Linked DNA regions of Hordeum vulgare: region 2 is linked to region 1. A link is a contact called in public Hi-C data. All regions are on one chromosome and are shown on one strand. Each heading gives the region's core, a stretch centred on a gene start, on an enhancer-like site or on the middle of the called end of the contact. The rest is flanking DNA. Distances are from core to core; before and after follow the strand shown. Region 1 holds the start of LOC123395964 (cold-responsive protein kinase 1-like). Region 2 holds the start of LOC123395547 (protein LOL2-like).

Region 1 (7,914 bases), core at 1,677-4,176:
ATATGTCTGGCATGATTCTTATGGTCTAATGTGGAGCATCTTGGATTTATCATAGCTGTATTACGTACTATTGTCCTAGACAGAAAATATTTGTTTTTCCTGATTTTTTTAACTTTCTAAAGAATCATAATTAAGTATATATTGTTATTGAAATTTCTCTTTACCGTTTCTAGGAGGAACTGATCTTGGAGAGGCAATCTGGGGTCAGTGTGCCACCTGCCACTGACAATCTCCAGTAGCAGAACTCCAAAGCTGTAGACATCGGCCTTCTTCGTTAGCTGCCCTCGGATCGCGTATTCCGGTGCCAAATACCCTCTGAGAAATGAACATGTCAACTTGTCTTAATCATACAGTACAGTATATTTGAAAGGTTAAATGAGAACAGCAAAAGGTGTCACTTTGCTTACAATGTTCCTGCAACCCTCGTGCTGATATGCGTCATGTTGCCTGGGAAGAGCTTTGCTAGCCCGAAATCCGATATTTTGGGGCTCAGGTCCTTGTCAAGCAGAATGTTACTGGCCTTGATGTCACGGTGGACGATGTGCGGCCGGATTTCTTCATGCAGATATGCGAGACCGTCAGCGACACCGATGCAGATCTTCACCCTTGTCCTCCAGTCAAACCGGATGCTACTGTGGGCATTGCCTGAAGAACATCATGACAAACCAGGGGTGTGTGAAGAATGAATTTACCAGCGATTCAAAGTTCTGAGGAAAATCGAAATTTGGTTGAGCATACTGAAGAGGGTCCTTGCGAGGCTGTTGTTCTCCAGATAATTGTAGACCAGCATTTTCTGACCTCCATCGACGCAGCAGCCGTGGAGTTTTACAAGGTTGTGGTGGGTTATGCTGGATATGACACTCAGTTCATTCAAGAACTCCCTCGTTCCTTGCTTTGACTCAGAGGAGAGCACCTTGATGGCAACTTTTTGACCATTCTTCAGCTTTCCCTGCATAATTCAGACCAGAGCCTGAGCACTCATGGAACACTAGTGTTTGAATTTTGATAGCTGGTCCAAGTGCTACAATGATGGTAACCACTACGGCAGGAAGAGTATAACCTGCCGCTTTCTAATAATTCAGTATTTTTTTGGAGTGACTGATTGGTGCATACAACATGTTACAGGATAAAGAGATTGTGGTGTTTGAACTTGGAAATGTCAAAGCTTGTATGGTGCAAACTGCCAAACTGGCAACTAAACCTACCAGGTAAACACAGCCGAAAGAACCCTGCCCGAGTTTGTTTCCTGAGCAGAAATTCCTTGTGGCCCTTTTGAGCTCCTTGGAGGAGTATATCTTCACGTTGCCATGGAGTGGTATGTCTGAAAAGAGTAGGATGAATCAGGAGGGTTTTAGGATGCTTCAGAAGAACAAAAGTTAAATGAGATGATATGCAGGTTCACCTATGTCCTGCTGCACGATTTGGCTTCTGGATTTCCTCTTCCACCGGAACAAACGGAAGCAAGCCATTGCGAGAGTATGGGATTTGCTTCTTAGAAGCTTCAGATATTTGTACAGAAGCTCATGCAAAGAGGAGTATTATAAGAACCTGAGGGAAAGAAGATCAGTCAAATGAATTATGCAAGTATCTCAATGGAATTGTTTCCTTTTAATTTCAGCCGTAGAAAAAAAAACTCACTCTTGAATGTCCTACACAAAATGAAGCTAGCTATCCATTTCTAGTTTAGCTACTCCAAGGAGCTAAGCTGGGAAGATGTCCTCTAAGAGAAGAAAACGGCATGGCAGGTAGTGCTCTGCTCACAACTCAAAACAGATAATTCTGGTGTGTTTCTGCCTCTGAGTTGCAGAAGGAAAAGAAAGAAATACACTACACATTACTTACCGGAAAAAATAATGTCAAAATTAAACAAGCTAGTTATAGTTGGTGGACATATAAAGAACTGTGCTTGGACAACAAAATCAACGGAAAAGAAAGTCACTATACAGGGGGGAAACCATTTTCAGCATGACCCCTGAACTTCAAATGTTCAACAGGCAACTGAGATCACTGGAACAGAACCAGATGAACTGATGGTTAAGGAGAAAGCACAAAAATGAAAGGAACTAGAAGCGAACCAAATGTTTTCATGAGGAACAGCCCTGGATGGATTGCAAAACTTAGAACAAGTATATTTCTCAAAACATACCTAGCTAGTCAATTGGGTAGATTCAGCAAAAGGGAGAAAAGGAAACCATGAAACGAAACTCACCCAAGGATTAGGCGCAATTGCTCCGAGGAAAGCCAGGGAAATTGGGTAGATTCAGCAAAGAGGAGAAAAAGAGACCAAGAAACTAAACCCACCCAAGGATTAGGCGCAGTTGCTCGGTGGAAACTCCACTGTGAGGTTCTGCAGTGTGTATGAAGAGCCAAGAGCGTCTGATAAGTCCTGGGTGATGGTGGTATGAGGAGCAGGGCACATGTATCTTCTAGATTTAGGAGCAAAAGGGTGCTGTCCTGTGCTCTCTATATATACTAGTCCAGGCAAAGGACTCAACGGTCCCACTGGGATTGACCTGGCCTGTTCTCACCTTGGAGAGATGAGCTGGTTGCAACTTGGGAAGTAGCAAGGAAAGAATGGCTTGTGCTCAGCTCCCACCACGAAACAAAAAGATGACTAAGGATTGGAAAAAAAATGCTTGTTTTTCTCTTCATCTTGGGCCTATTCTTAATGCCCATGCTCTGCCTTTAGTATTGCTATAGTTGGAGACCGGTCCACGGGTTATTGAGTCATACACCGTGTTCACTGTTCATCAGGCATAAACTAAACACTGTGACTTGAAAAAGACCTGCTGTTTAAGAAAAGACACACATCTAGTTTGTTTCCTAAATAGTCAGTCTTTAGTTTACATTAGTGAGATATATAACAGAAATTTTATGGCACAGTAATTAAGCAAGGTAGGCTCGGTACATGCTTGTCTTTCACCTCATATTGGATTGAGATAACAACTTTTGTGTTTCATGGCACGCAGTGGGAAAGGTTTATGAATGCTCCTGGTTTCCTTCCAGAATGGTGCTTCAGCAACCCTGGCTTTAATTGCAGTTTGACATTCTGGTTTTCTATATTGACGATTCAATGATTGAGACAATATAAAGGTTGAAAAGAGGTTGAGAAGAGCCACCTAACCTCATCTCAAAAGGTATGCGTTGGATCTTGCTACTTTCTGATCATCAAAGTGAGATGTACATTTCACTGTGTATCGGAGAAAGTGATCAGTTGACCCATATGCACAATTCTCCTTCGTCGACTAACGCAGGCCACAAAAATTAACACGGTGGTAAAATTTGGATATCTTTGAGCAGAAATGACACACGTTCTCTGCATTTGTGTGGCTTGTAATAAACAAATGCAGAGAAAAATGAATGCAGGTATTTGGGATAATCATCAACATTAGGTTTACATTACCCGCCTACATTTTTATATAAATGTAATTTAAAAATAAATGTTGTAATCCCTGTGGCCCATATAAAGATTTAATGTATATTAATATCGATCGAACGGAGTACATTGTTCAGTTGAAAAAGGACAAAGTAGATATTCTACTCCCTCCGTTCCTAAATATAAGTCTTTTTAGCGATTTCACTAGGAGACTACATACGGAGCAAAATGAATGAATCTACGCTCTAAAATATGGCTATATACATCCGTATGTAGTCTTATATTGGAACATCTAAAAAGACTTATACTCCCTTCGTCCGGAATTACTTGTCGCATAAATGGATAAAAATGGATGTATTTAGAACTAAAATACATCTAGATACATTCGTTTCTTTGACAAGTATTTTCGGATCGAGGGAGTATTTAGAAACGGAGGGAGTAGTGAATAGTACACTTCAGATTTAGTGGTTGTAGTACCTATGATTTTAGTTACCAGCACTATTTGTTTTTATCCTATGTACAAGGGACGAGGATCCAGTTTTTCCTCCAAAGTAGTAAAAGGAAGAAAATGTCTACTTTCACGCCTCATAGTCATCTATAATTGTCAGCGTCAGTCAGGTGTGATGTTGACAGTTCTGGAGATAACTGTAAGGTTAAAGTAAGTTCAGACTCTTGGCCTTTCCAGGCTATCAAGAGACAACTTGACAACTGCTAATGATCTGACAAGTGGACCTAAGAGATTTTCAACAATTTTCCGGTGTACAGAAAGCACAACAGGATCAGCCATTGACCACATCTGCTGGTAGATCAAGTCATGCTTAGTTCGCTCCCCATCTCATTTATATTATTGCACTGTTGGTCAACATTTTAGTTGTGACCATCATGTAACATTTTTTGTCAACATAGACTTCTTGAGTTCTGTTATGACTTGAGTTTATAAATTCAAGAAGCTCAGTAACTTTATTTCCGAGACATATGTACAGGTCAAGTACATATTTTTGAAACGGAGGGTCAAGTACATGTTATTGCACCGTTGGTCAATATCTCGAGCTGTGGCCATCATGGTGACTTTTTATTGTCGACTCAGACGTTTTGAATCCTAATACAACTTCAGTTGATAAATCCAAGAAGTTCAGTACTTTTATTTCCGATATATGTACAGGCCAAGTACATATTATGGCACCGTTGGTCAACATTGTGAGCTGTGATCATCATGGTAACTTTTTTTTGTCAACACCGAATTTTGAATTCTCACACAGCTTGAGCTGATAAATTCAAGAAGTTCGGTAAGTTTATTTCTGATATATGTACAGGTCAAGTATAATTTATCATTTCAGATTTCAAAGACAAGTAGAGAAGTGTGTCCATCAAATCAGTCTCTCTGCTAGGCAGGCTGACAGCTGTATCAACTAGCAGACTTGTCTAGGTCGAGGATTATCCATCAGAACGGTTCCTCTCAAGCTTTTGAGTTGAATTGTCCCATTCCTTCTCTTGCAAGTCAAGATACGTATTTAGCCTGAACACTGCAAGAGACAAACGCAGCGACCCAGTTTCAGTTCAATTTCCACCGGATAATTCCTGGTCTAGATCATTGCTCTGTTATTTATCCAACAAAAACAATTCAGTCCGAAATCCTTTGGCGATACAATTTCTTTATAATGCGCCGAAACGGTCAAGCACATTCCTTTGTTGTGGGAGCTGAAAGAAATCAAGGCCCTATCTATACAAAGTAAAACCTTGTGTTTGATTGGTTATATTTTGCCAATAAAGTCTTGGAACTGACGGTGTACATAAGAACTATGGTGGTTAATTAATGCATTTCTATGACATTGGACAAATGTGCACGTGATGCTTGCCAACACCCATTCAAATAATCAGGAACAGAACAAGGATATGTCAAATCATTTGCTAGATCAAAGTTGCACACACATGCTGGTGTCATCATGTAATCAAGTCTTCCTTCGGGCTCGGAACCGTGGCAGGAGGATGCTTCAGGCTTGTTGCAAGAAGATGCTTGAGCAAATGCAGCAAGCACATACATCGTGGTCGTCTGACCCGTCGTTAATACTGGTTGGAGTATCATCCTCCATGTCTCCCCGAGTCCCTCTCCAGGGGCAATGGACGATTCACCGGCGACATTTGCTGTCCTGAACAGAACATGCAGCAAAGTCAAGTTGGCCGTGGCCCATGTGGAACTTTGCAAGTACATGTTGTTGCATGCTATGGGTTTCTCTGAAATAACAGCGACTCGGTTCATACATGTACATGAAAAAAGATAAGTAAATAATGGGGAACTAGTTACGATCCTGATGTGACATTACTGCAATGTGATTCTTCCACCAACCATCGTCGGCTCAGATGATTCACCTTTCAGATCCGACCCAGTTGCAGTCGATGATTTGGGTTTCATCCATCCTCTTTACTGCTGCTTTAAATCTCATCTATGCTTGAACTGCTTCTTTACACACCTCTTCCCAGCTCTATCCTAGAATTTGAGCTCAGGCCGGTTCTTGTGAGTTGTGACCTTCGGCACTCAAGCACACATCCGCCATTTCATGTTCGCCTATTTCGCAAAAGATCTTCGGGCGATATGCATCCCAGGTCCCAGATTGGCCTCCTTCATCTGTTTCGTTTCAGTTACAGAATTCACGAAGCTGCATGTAGTACAAAGTTCTTGGATAACTTACGTAAAAAAAAAGTTCTTGGATAACAATCAAGCAACAGACTGTGCATGGCCCTGCACAATCCTTCAACATAAAAAAAAAGAAAGTTCCTCAACCAACACAAGGATCAACCATATCTTAAATTACTAAAAGCATTGTGATGTTGCCAAATCTATTTTTAATACGGAAGAGCTGTTCCAACTCTACAATTCATCAACCAAGACAATGACCCATCACATCACTACAAAATTACTAGTAGTAAGCAATCATGGAGTTTGTAATCATGCAAGACTAATCACCAACCTTCAGAATGCATTTCCACCATAAGCAATGACGACAGCCCACAACAATCTAACACTAGTAGAACGCACGTGCGTTGCCACAGGCCAACAAATGGATCTATCACGAGCCCCTCAACGTCAGCTCTTCAATCATAGCGTTAATACTTCGCTATGTTGTCACGCCAATCCAAATCCGTCTGGTGTTCCCTCCAAGTCTAGAAAATTGTTGATTCCCATCGTACTGCTTGGCTTCAATCTACATTTCCACCCAGCTCAAATTAACATGTGTTTTCTCCAAGTTCTCCAAATTGCCATAGGCATTTCCATCATCCCTAACTTGAATGTCTTCCAACATTCGTCATACACTCCCTCTAAAAGTTCTGTTAAATTAAACAATTTTCCCATATAATTTTGCAATGTACAACAAAAATCCCAAATTGATGCCACACAATTTCCCCATAATTGGTTTAGTTAAAATAGCAATCCGGATGCGATGCTAACAATCTATCACCAGTTTAGTAAATAATATGGCATGAAAACTAAAGCCAAAACTAAGAACGGACTAAATAAATTTGATACTTCAAATAAGCAAAGAAACTAATTTATGTTCTCAATTTAGGTGTCAATTATACCTAAATTGCTTATGCCTTGCAACATGGACGTATGTATTGTTGTGGTTCAACATTAACTGTGTCAAATATATATCTGTGGAAGCATCCACAAGCACATCACATGACATATTTTAATGAAACATGACCAAGCTTTTTGTACCACAAAATCATTCTTCTTCTCCGGCCACTATTCTCTCCTCCTGAATCTAAGCAACTATTGTAAAACCAATGATTGGATTTTGATAAAGCACCATTTATCAAAAAAAACATATAGGGGTAAATTTCATTGTATATAACTCAAACAAAGCCAACTAAGTGAAGAAGTTAAGGAGGAACAAAATAGGCATCAAGTAAGCTCTACTTATACTATTATACAACTCGATGTTATGTGTGTGGTGTAATACTATCACGAATCAAGTAGTTGTTATGATTTTGTGAGTTATTTGGAGGTCACATCTTAAGTGAAGTTTGAGTTAACTTCTCCCAAGCACTCCTTTCTCCTTGTTTTTTTGCTCCCATGAGCTCTCCCTTCGGACTACATAGTTAAATTAGTCCAATAGTACTACTTTTTTTAATAACAAGGTAATTTTAGTATAATAAGTCAGTATCTTCACAAAATTTCAGTGCGAGGGTATATTTTAATAGGTTTAGAAATAATTCGGTAAAAGCCAAAATTTCAGTGTCCCTAGAAATTAGTAACAACCCTCTATTTGTCACCATTTACAATTTTTTTAGAAATTATTAACAAACTATGCCTAACAATAACAAATTAATCCTAGCCATGAACAAAAGATATTTACTATGTATTATTTTTAGTTAAGTGGTGTGGTCAGGAGGGCCAGAAAACAAGAGGGGAAATGATAAAGGTAATTCCGAGAATGTCAAAAATCCAGCTTGGTAGCAAAGGCATGTGTTAAATGCTTCCAACTCGATGCTATGTATTCAAAAAACATGGCCATTTAATTAAATTTTGTTTTCTATAA
Region 2 (7,914 bases), core at 3,511-6,010, 170 kb before region 1:
TGCTTGCTGGTGATGGTGATCCCAAATTGGAGGTGATCGGATCCTGCAAGTTTGGGTTACTTGCCAAACCTGAAAAAAATGAAAACCGTAAATTATGGGCTACTTGTGTTCTACTTGATGAGTATAAGCTCGAGTGACCGGTCAAGAGGAAAGGTGTTTCTTTTGGGAGTCGTTTGAGACTTGTGATACGGGTTGAAAGTGAGGTGCCAAAGAAGAACAATTTTTGTAGAGGGATTTGCATCTCGAGTATGACAGATTGACAGGAGCGTCGAGTGAGGGAACATTGTGGCACACTTCACTGGGAGAGGATGCCAGTTTCCTGGTTAGGTACATCTAACATGAGAAAAATTATGTGATTCGATCTTATTTGCTGACAAGATTTCTATAACAGTTAATAAGCTTCTAAAAAGTAGTGCGTTACTTGAAGGTCACCAAAGGGGTGGTGGCGCAGTTGGCTAGCGCGTAGGTTTCATAGCTAAACGTGAGTGATCCTGAGGTCGAGAGTTCGAGCCTCTCTCACCCCAATTTTTTTTATTTCCTTGGTGTTTTACGTTCATGAGATTTAAGTACTATTTTATAGTGTTCCATTTTCGTCTCTGTTTATCTTATTTCTTTATGTTATTTTGTCTGAGTTCCTAGTTATTTTTTGTTTAAATTTATGGTCCAAAGTACACAAAACATCAAGGTCGATTTTCAGCTGAGCATTTGCGATAATTAAAAAAACTTTGACTTTCAGACATAACATTTCACTTTTCTCATTATGCATGTGCATTCCTTATTAACAGACCACAACACATATGTCATGTGTAGAGAGAAACATTATTAAGAAAATAAAATTTCAACACCACAACCTGCCCTTTTTTACAGAGCAAACATGACTTGATCATGAGCGATTGCGCTTTATCTTTATCTCTACGGTCCCTTGACCCGGTACAATGTCAGGTACCGTGTATAAATACCCACAACTACAAATACACGTACAGTGCAAACATGTACTTATTCGCTGTAGAGATGTACGTAAATATAATACAGCCTTTCAAGAATTATTCATCACAACAATTACCGTCGTTTTAATTACCAATCACCGACAGGTGGGGCCAGCCACACGCAAAGTTATTTGCTGTTTATTCATCCAGAACGAGAGGCCCCTTCAGGACAGAGAGGATTTGATCACACAGTGAGGTCTGACAGTGCCCACATTTTACATACAAAAGAATCAAGGGGGTAAGCAAAATACAGTTCTTCTCCATATTATCCACACCCGCACCCTCTTTTTTTGTTGGCGCGGTCCATTTCCGCGCTTTGGGTTTTTCTTCTACGCGACCGATCGGTCGATCCCCAGACACGAGTATAATACAAGGTGTTCCCAACTCCAGAGTATAAGACATGACATAGTTTTGCTACTTTTTCCCGCCGGTGGTAACCCCGACTACGACGTTGCTCACCTGCGAAAATGTCAACGGGCGGTGTGAGCAATGCAGGATAGCTTCACCGTGCAACACAAAGTACGAATGCAGACTGATTGGAAGGTGGTAGCAAAGCGCAGAGGCGGCTTACCAGTTTTCCCTTGTCATCTACTGTCATTGGGTTTTCAACGACCACCGTTACATTCTGCGATTGAGTGGACGGCTGACCAATACAGGGGAACATGGAAATTAGAAGAGGTAAATCACCTTGGAATTCACAGCGAATGCTCAAAGGGCTCATGATATGCACATACCGCAGAAGTCGATGGGACACTATAAGAAATTCCGTTTGGTGCATGCATTGTAGCTGGCAAAGGTCTCATGGTGTTCATCTGGGATAAGAAAATAAAATAGATTAAAATCATACGGTTTCACTAAGCATTTGCAGTACAAAGAGATCGAAGGAAGATATTGACATACTCCAATGTTTGTAATAAAATTGCAGATAGCACACTTGACAGAAGATGCTCCGTATGGATACATTAACACCGTCTGGCACTGGCCACAGTTCACATGAGCTATACTATTCACTGCACCATGAGCAGATAGAATTCGTCAAGTGGAGAACGGATAAATAGAACACATGGTAGATACACAAAGGGAGCTTAAACATGCATGAGACATAGGAACAGAGAAGGGAAAACATACTAAAATGTTAGCATAACAACCAGCAATGCACTATACCCCACAAATACTATCTTGTATTTACAGCTTGAGACAATGAAACTGCTGCGATAAACTTACTAGAAAATCAGCCAATTTCAAGCCATACGAAGTTTCTGTTAACATAGCTAGACCTGGGGCAAATGATAATACTTTCCTAAGGTATTGTAGCATCAAGTTGAACTCTCCTGGATTCTTTGTCCGAGTAACCTTTGCTGATTTTATAGAAAAAGATATTCCATTCATGACTACAATTTCAACTTACAAGCTCAAGGATCTACAGAATAATTCGACACATACATCAGTACCTGGCGGTGCTGGTCTGGCAAGGTTGACTGTATCACAGCATGAGCATCTGACAGTAGTTGCATTGCGAGTATACATCAATAAAGTTCGACAGCCGACGCATATAAGCTGAGCCATCTCCATTCCTGCAGAAGAAATTTACTCACTTTTTCATAAGCATGTTAACTAGATATCTGAAGCACCACCAACAAACCAAGAGCGAACAACAGTATGCAGCTACCAGGCCTAGGTAATGGGTAAAAGATTACCCACTGTCCAATTACAAATGTATGGGCCAGGGGTATTCCTCCTTTTAAAAAAAATGCATGGGCTGACCATTTTAATGGACACAACAAAACATGTAAATAATCGCTAAAACACTTGATATATGGTGATAAGGCATAAAAGGTAGAACATTACAATGGAGGATAAAGCTGCCCAGAGAAAGCAAGGAAGAGGCGCCACACATGGCAAAGCAGAATACACACCCAATATACGAGGCGGAGAACATTTAGGGTGTATGATCTCTCTAATGTAAACAACAAGACTGTTTAGGCAATGACAGCTAGATTGGAAGGGCTCTATCAGCTACTAATTTTCGTTAAGATGAACCAATAAGGATTAAACAGAAGACAAATTTGTAAGGGTACTGAGCATAAGTGGGTTGAAAGTAACCACACAAAAGTAGGTAGATGGGTCATATAAGGAAGGGAAAGTTTATCTTTCTGCCACCAGCCACCCAAAATGGGTCATATCAGCATCCTAACCCGCAACTGATACTACCAACATTCAATAGTCAGCTGCCAATATATACATATAAATGTTGGGCCTCTTTGAACTGCAGGAATTAGAGAACGCAGAAACAGGAACAATACAGGACTGAGAGATTTCATGTGATGTGCATTCCTACAGGATCTTAAAGCATAGGGATTTGGAAAGCGGTGCCTTGGGATGCTGCACAGGAAATAAACACTGAAATTTTGGAGGGCTGAAGAGAGAAATAGAAAGAAAGTGCATTATACTGAAAGGAAAAACTAAATGAGGTTTGTGCCTGTGCTAAGATTCCTATGTAACTTAGGGCATAGGAACTCCATGAGATTCCGTCAACCCCAATCCAATGATCTTAAGGACAATTATAGGAAAAATCCCTACGGATTCAAATCCTCCATAATTCCTATGGAAATCCTACAATCCAAATAGGCTCTTAGTAGGAACCTCAATCTTCTCAACCCCATGCCATACTGACCGAATTTAACATTCCTCTGGGGAGTACACCACACAATACATCACTGATCCACCAAACAGTGCGAACCACGATTGATGAATGCGCATGTTAAGCTAGTAGAATCAAACCTAGAAATGGACGGCACATTCCAGGAATCTATCTACTATCTTAGGCTATAAAATTGCTATGTGAGGTTTCGCATAACCTGCTGTAGGATAAATAAATCCTAGTGTGTCCCTCCTTCATTTCCCTACCCATTCATCAGCATCCCACCACTACATATAGCATATAATCCAGAACATTATCAACAAAGTTAAACATAACACGATCTTTTTTGCACTTTTTGTGTTCAGTTTGCACAAACGGGGGAGACCAGAGCCCGGACATCACCATCATTACCTGGAGGCGGCGCGCTGGTGACGGCGTGGCACACCGCGCAGCACACGCTCGGGGCCCCTCTGGGGTAGAGTAGAACGCTCCTGCACCCATGGCACACGATCTGGCTCTGCATGCCTGCAAAAATCCGACCAGGCCCGTCAGGGCGTGGCAGTACAGAGAGTTTTTCACACACCAATCCGATTACGCTCTGCCCGCTGCTCCATCCGAATCCTATCGCCCAGCGCGTATCAGCGCCTTGCTCCATCGCAGGGCCGTCGAAAGATGCTATCAATTAGCACGGGGGATGCTGGAATCGCCATGGAAAGCTCCGATTTTGAGAGGACCCAAATCATGCTGCTACTCCAGCATACATACGCCCCACCCTCTGACCGACCCGGCGTCGATTTCTCCAGGAAAGCAGCGCGATGCGAGTAGCCGCGCCACCGAATCGACGGGGCGGCGAGGGAAAAAAAAACATCGGATTCGACGCTCACCTCGAGAGGAACCGAGCAGACGAGAAATCCCTTTGCAAGAATCGGCTCAGGGAATGAACGGGGGGAACGGTTTTCGCGGGGGGAGGCGAGGCGAGGCGCCACCGATCTAGCTGCACGCGGGGACCTCGAGGCGGTTCTCGCGGAGGGGGGAAATGGCGGAGAAAAACTTATTGACGGGGGGGCAGACAGCGGCGGTTGTGGGGTTGGATTTATTTGGCAGGCGGACGAGAGGTTGGAGACGACGGAGGAGACCGCGTTGCGTTGCGTTGCGTCGCTCTCACTCTTCTCTTCTCTTCTTCTTCCCCTTTCCTTTCGTCACATGTTGCAAGAGTCGTGGGCGACCGTGTCAATGAACCACAGAATTCCCCCCCTTTTTTCTATATATCTCTAATATATACTACGTATATTATTTCCCAGCAGAATTCAACCCCCTGTTTTACCTGGAAATTTCTATGGAGACGTGTGTTTTCACGCATATAGTTCCTCACTTTTCAACTTGTGATCTTGCGGCACATTTCACCTCTTGTTTTAAAACTTCTGTTGAAAAAACATGCATTGATCATGACCTGGCCTTATGACTTCTTTTATTTTCTTGATTGGTTGACTAGACCAAACAGAAGAACTACACCTGGCACGATGACATGAAAGCAGATAACTACTGGACGGACAAGTTCCATACGAAATTCCTAGGATATCTTGTGGCATGGTATAATAGTTCGGTACGATGCATCGATGAAACCAACGCCGACCGACATCTTGGTTGTTACGTTCAAGGGACGTGGTGATGAGGTGCTCAAAGATGTTTACACAAAGGGCACTGAAATATACCATATTTTTCATAATAGTGGGGGAAACATTGAGGTAACCCGAGTGACTTCACACATATTACTAATACTGAGTTTATAAGTACACCTATCATATATCATACTATTAAATTTAAAAGAGAACTATTTTATTATATCTAAAGAGCAATTGGTGGTATTGTTAGTCAAGATATTGATATGCACTCGCATGAGTCTGTTGAATATCGTGACATGCAAAGTTTAAAGACGTTGATTCAAAAGTTGTCTAGTTGAAATTATTCCCTTTCTCATTAAGGGGTGGGAATGGTTATTTTCTTTTCCTAGTGGTATCATTAATTATCTAAAATCTTACAAAGAGTCTTTTATTGCTAAATATTATCCTCTTGCTAAGATTACCCAAATGAGGAACAAAATTATGAACTTTAAATATAACGCCATCATGCTCAATCTTGCGGAATTGTTTTCGGAAAACGGGCTTTAAAAGTACCCTACACATGGACTTGATGACTAGCCTATGTTTCAAACCTTTTGTGGCCTTGATCATATCCCAAGTAACTTGTTAGACACAACTGCACTTGCTTTTTACCAAGACACAAGGGTAATAAAAGCATCTTTTGAATAACACGATGGCAAATTATTTCCATTGACACACCAAAAGAGCTACAATTTTTTGAAAGGATGAATTTTATTTATTTATTTTGTGGGTAAAAGGGGTGAATTTTATTGATGAGATAGAAACTTTAGATGTTAAAGCTGATCTAATTATGTGCATGCTTCCACTAAGGATGTTTATAGCATTAATGATGTCCCTCTTAGTGCTTTAGTTAAGAAAAACAAAGGTCGGGTCAATGTACATTTCATTGCTAGAAATATTAAGCAGCAAACACATATATGAACCACTCCAAAAAATATTATTCTAAGCATCATCCCTCAAGTAATAATAATTACAGTAACATCTACAAGGAACTTGGGAGCATATTCAAATCAATTTCCACTAAAAAGAAAGGGGAAGGGAATTTGGTGTGGGGTTCGAAAAAAAATAATGTGTTGTTCGGAAAAGATGACACACTTGCTAATGAGGTACCTTACATTAAAAATGCATTAAAGAAGACAAAAGGTGATGGTATGGAGACCCTCCAAAGTATGCAAGCCACCATGGATGATAAGAAGTGTGAAACTTAGAAGATGGTAGAAGCTAAAAGAGACCAATATACGCATAGTGGTCTAGGAACAATATATGAAGATGTTAGAGCAACTCTACCAGAACTTCTATATCTAAATAGATATCTTTCGTTAACTTATTTTTCTCAACATGTAAGCATGCCACCTCAACATGCAACATAAATGGGAATATAACCACCTCAATATGCATCCATGCATAGTAAAAAGTCCACCTCAATATGCAAACATGCATGAGAATTTCCTTATTATGCTATTTTATATTTAATAAATATCTGCAACGACACAATAATAAAACATAATAATTTCTAGTTACCATATTGTCTTTAAATATTCTCAATCTCACTAGAATATATTACAATATATTCCCACAACAATTTGCGGGGTATCATCTAGTACCCTCAATTCCCCGACCCGTCAAACATTTGTTGTTATAATGAATGGAGGCAAACAATTCACTCTGGCACATTCCCGAGACCATAAGATTAGGCAAGACACGTAAAACAATTATATATCAAAAGTGAAGACAACGAAGTCGGTTATTAGGTATTTTCAACATGTTGCCTTCTAAAAGCCCGTTAACAGAGATGATTCGTTGGGTTAAATGGGCTAGGTTTAAAAATAGTTGGGCATAAGAACAACATTATCTATCTATATGGCGGGGGAAGATGTTTACGAAGTGGGCACTGAAATGTACCACATTTTTCATGATAGTGGAGGAATCATTGAGGTAAACCTGGTGACTTCACATGTATTACTAATAATGAGTTTTTAAGTACATCATATCTCATACTATTAAATTAAAAATTTAATCATTTTGTAACTTATATCTAACAAACAATTGGTGGTATTGTTAGTCCAGATATTGTTCTACACTTGCATGACTTTGATGAATATTGTGATATGCAAAAGTTTAAAGATGTTGACTCAAAAGTTATCTAGCTGAAATTATTCCCTTTTTCAATAAGGGGTGGGAATGGTTATTTTCTTTTCCATGTGGTAGCACTAATTATCTAAAATCTTACAAAGAGTCCTTTATTGCTAAATATTATCCTCTTGCTAAGATTACCCAAATGAAGAACGAAATTATGAACTTTAAATAAAACGATATCATGCTCAATCTTGGGGAATTGTGTTTGGAAAATGTGCTTTAAAAGTACCCTACACATGGACTTGATGACTAGCCTATGCTTGAAACTTTTGTGGCCTTAATCATCTCTCCAGTAACTTGTTAGATTCAAATGTCCTTGCTTTTTACCAAGACACATGCGTAAGAAAAGCATCTTTTGAATAACATGATGGCAAATTATTTCCTGTGATGCACCAAAAGAGCTACATTTTTCTAAAGGATGAATTTTATTTATTTATTTTGCGGGTAAAAGTGTTGGAATTATGCCCTAGAGGCAATAATAAATATATTT

What was found. A called contact is a pair of places that touch in the nucleus more often than the background predicts.
Region 2: a Hi-C map of leaf shows a contact between it and region 1, with 3 times the contacts expected there. The contact joins the promoter of LOC123395547 here to the promoter of LOC123395964 in region 1. A contact is called at or near these places in 4 of 6 Hi-C or Micro-C datasets (leaf and seedling).

The regions. Positions count from the first base shown.
Region 1 is chr5H:27,409,383-27,417,296 of MorexV3_pseudomolecules_assembly, reverse strand. It overlaps LOC123395964 (cold-responsive protein kinase 1-like), which reads right to left and starts at 2,926. Exons shown (of 7, transcript XM_045090984.1): 1 at 2,210-2,926; 2 at 1,403-1,548; 3 at 1,206-1,321; 4 at 739-949; 5 at 408-645; 6 at 165-315. The coding sequence starts at 1,469. It overlaps LOC123395965 (a long non-coding RNA gene), which reads left to right. Exons shown (of 3, transcript XR_006609868.1): 3 at 2,970-3,512.
Region 2 is chr5H:27,577,482-27,585,395 of MorexV3_pseudomolecules_assembly, reverse strand. LOC123395547 (protein LOL2-like) reads right to left here and starts at 4,760. Exons shown (of 7, transcript XM_045090559.1): 1 at 4,512-4,760; 2 at 4,039-4,152; 3 at 2,438-2,560; 4 at 1,887-1,996; 5 at 1,721-1,798; 6 at 1,558-1,629; 7 at 1,044-1,445. The coding sequence starts at 4,150. The coding sequence ends at 1,401. LOC123395548 (CASP-like protein 1B2) reads right to left here and starts at 129. Exons shown (of 3, transcript XM_045090560.1): 1 at 1-129. TRNAM-CAU (a tRNA gene) reads left to right here and starts at 437; the gene lies at 437-524.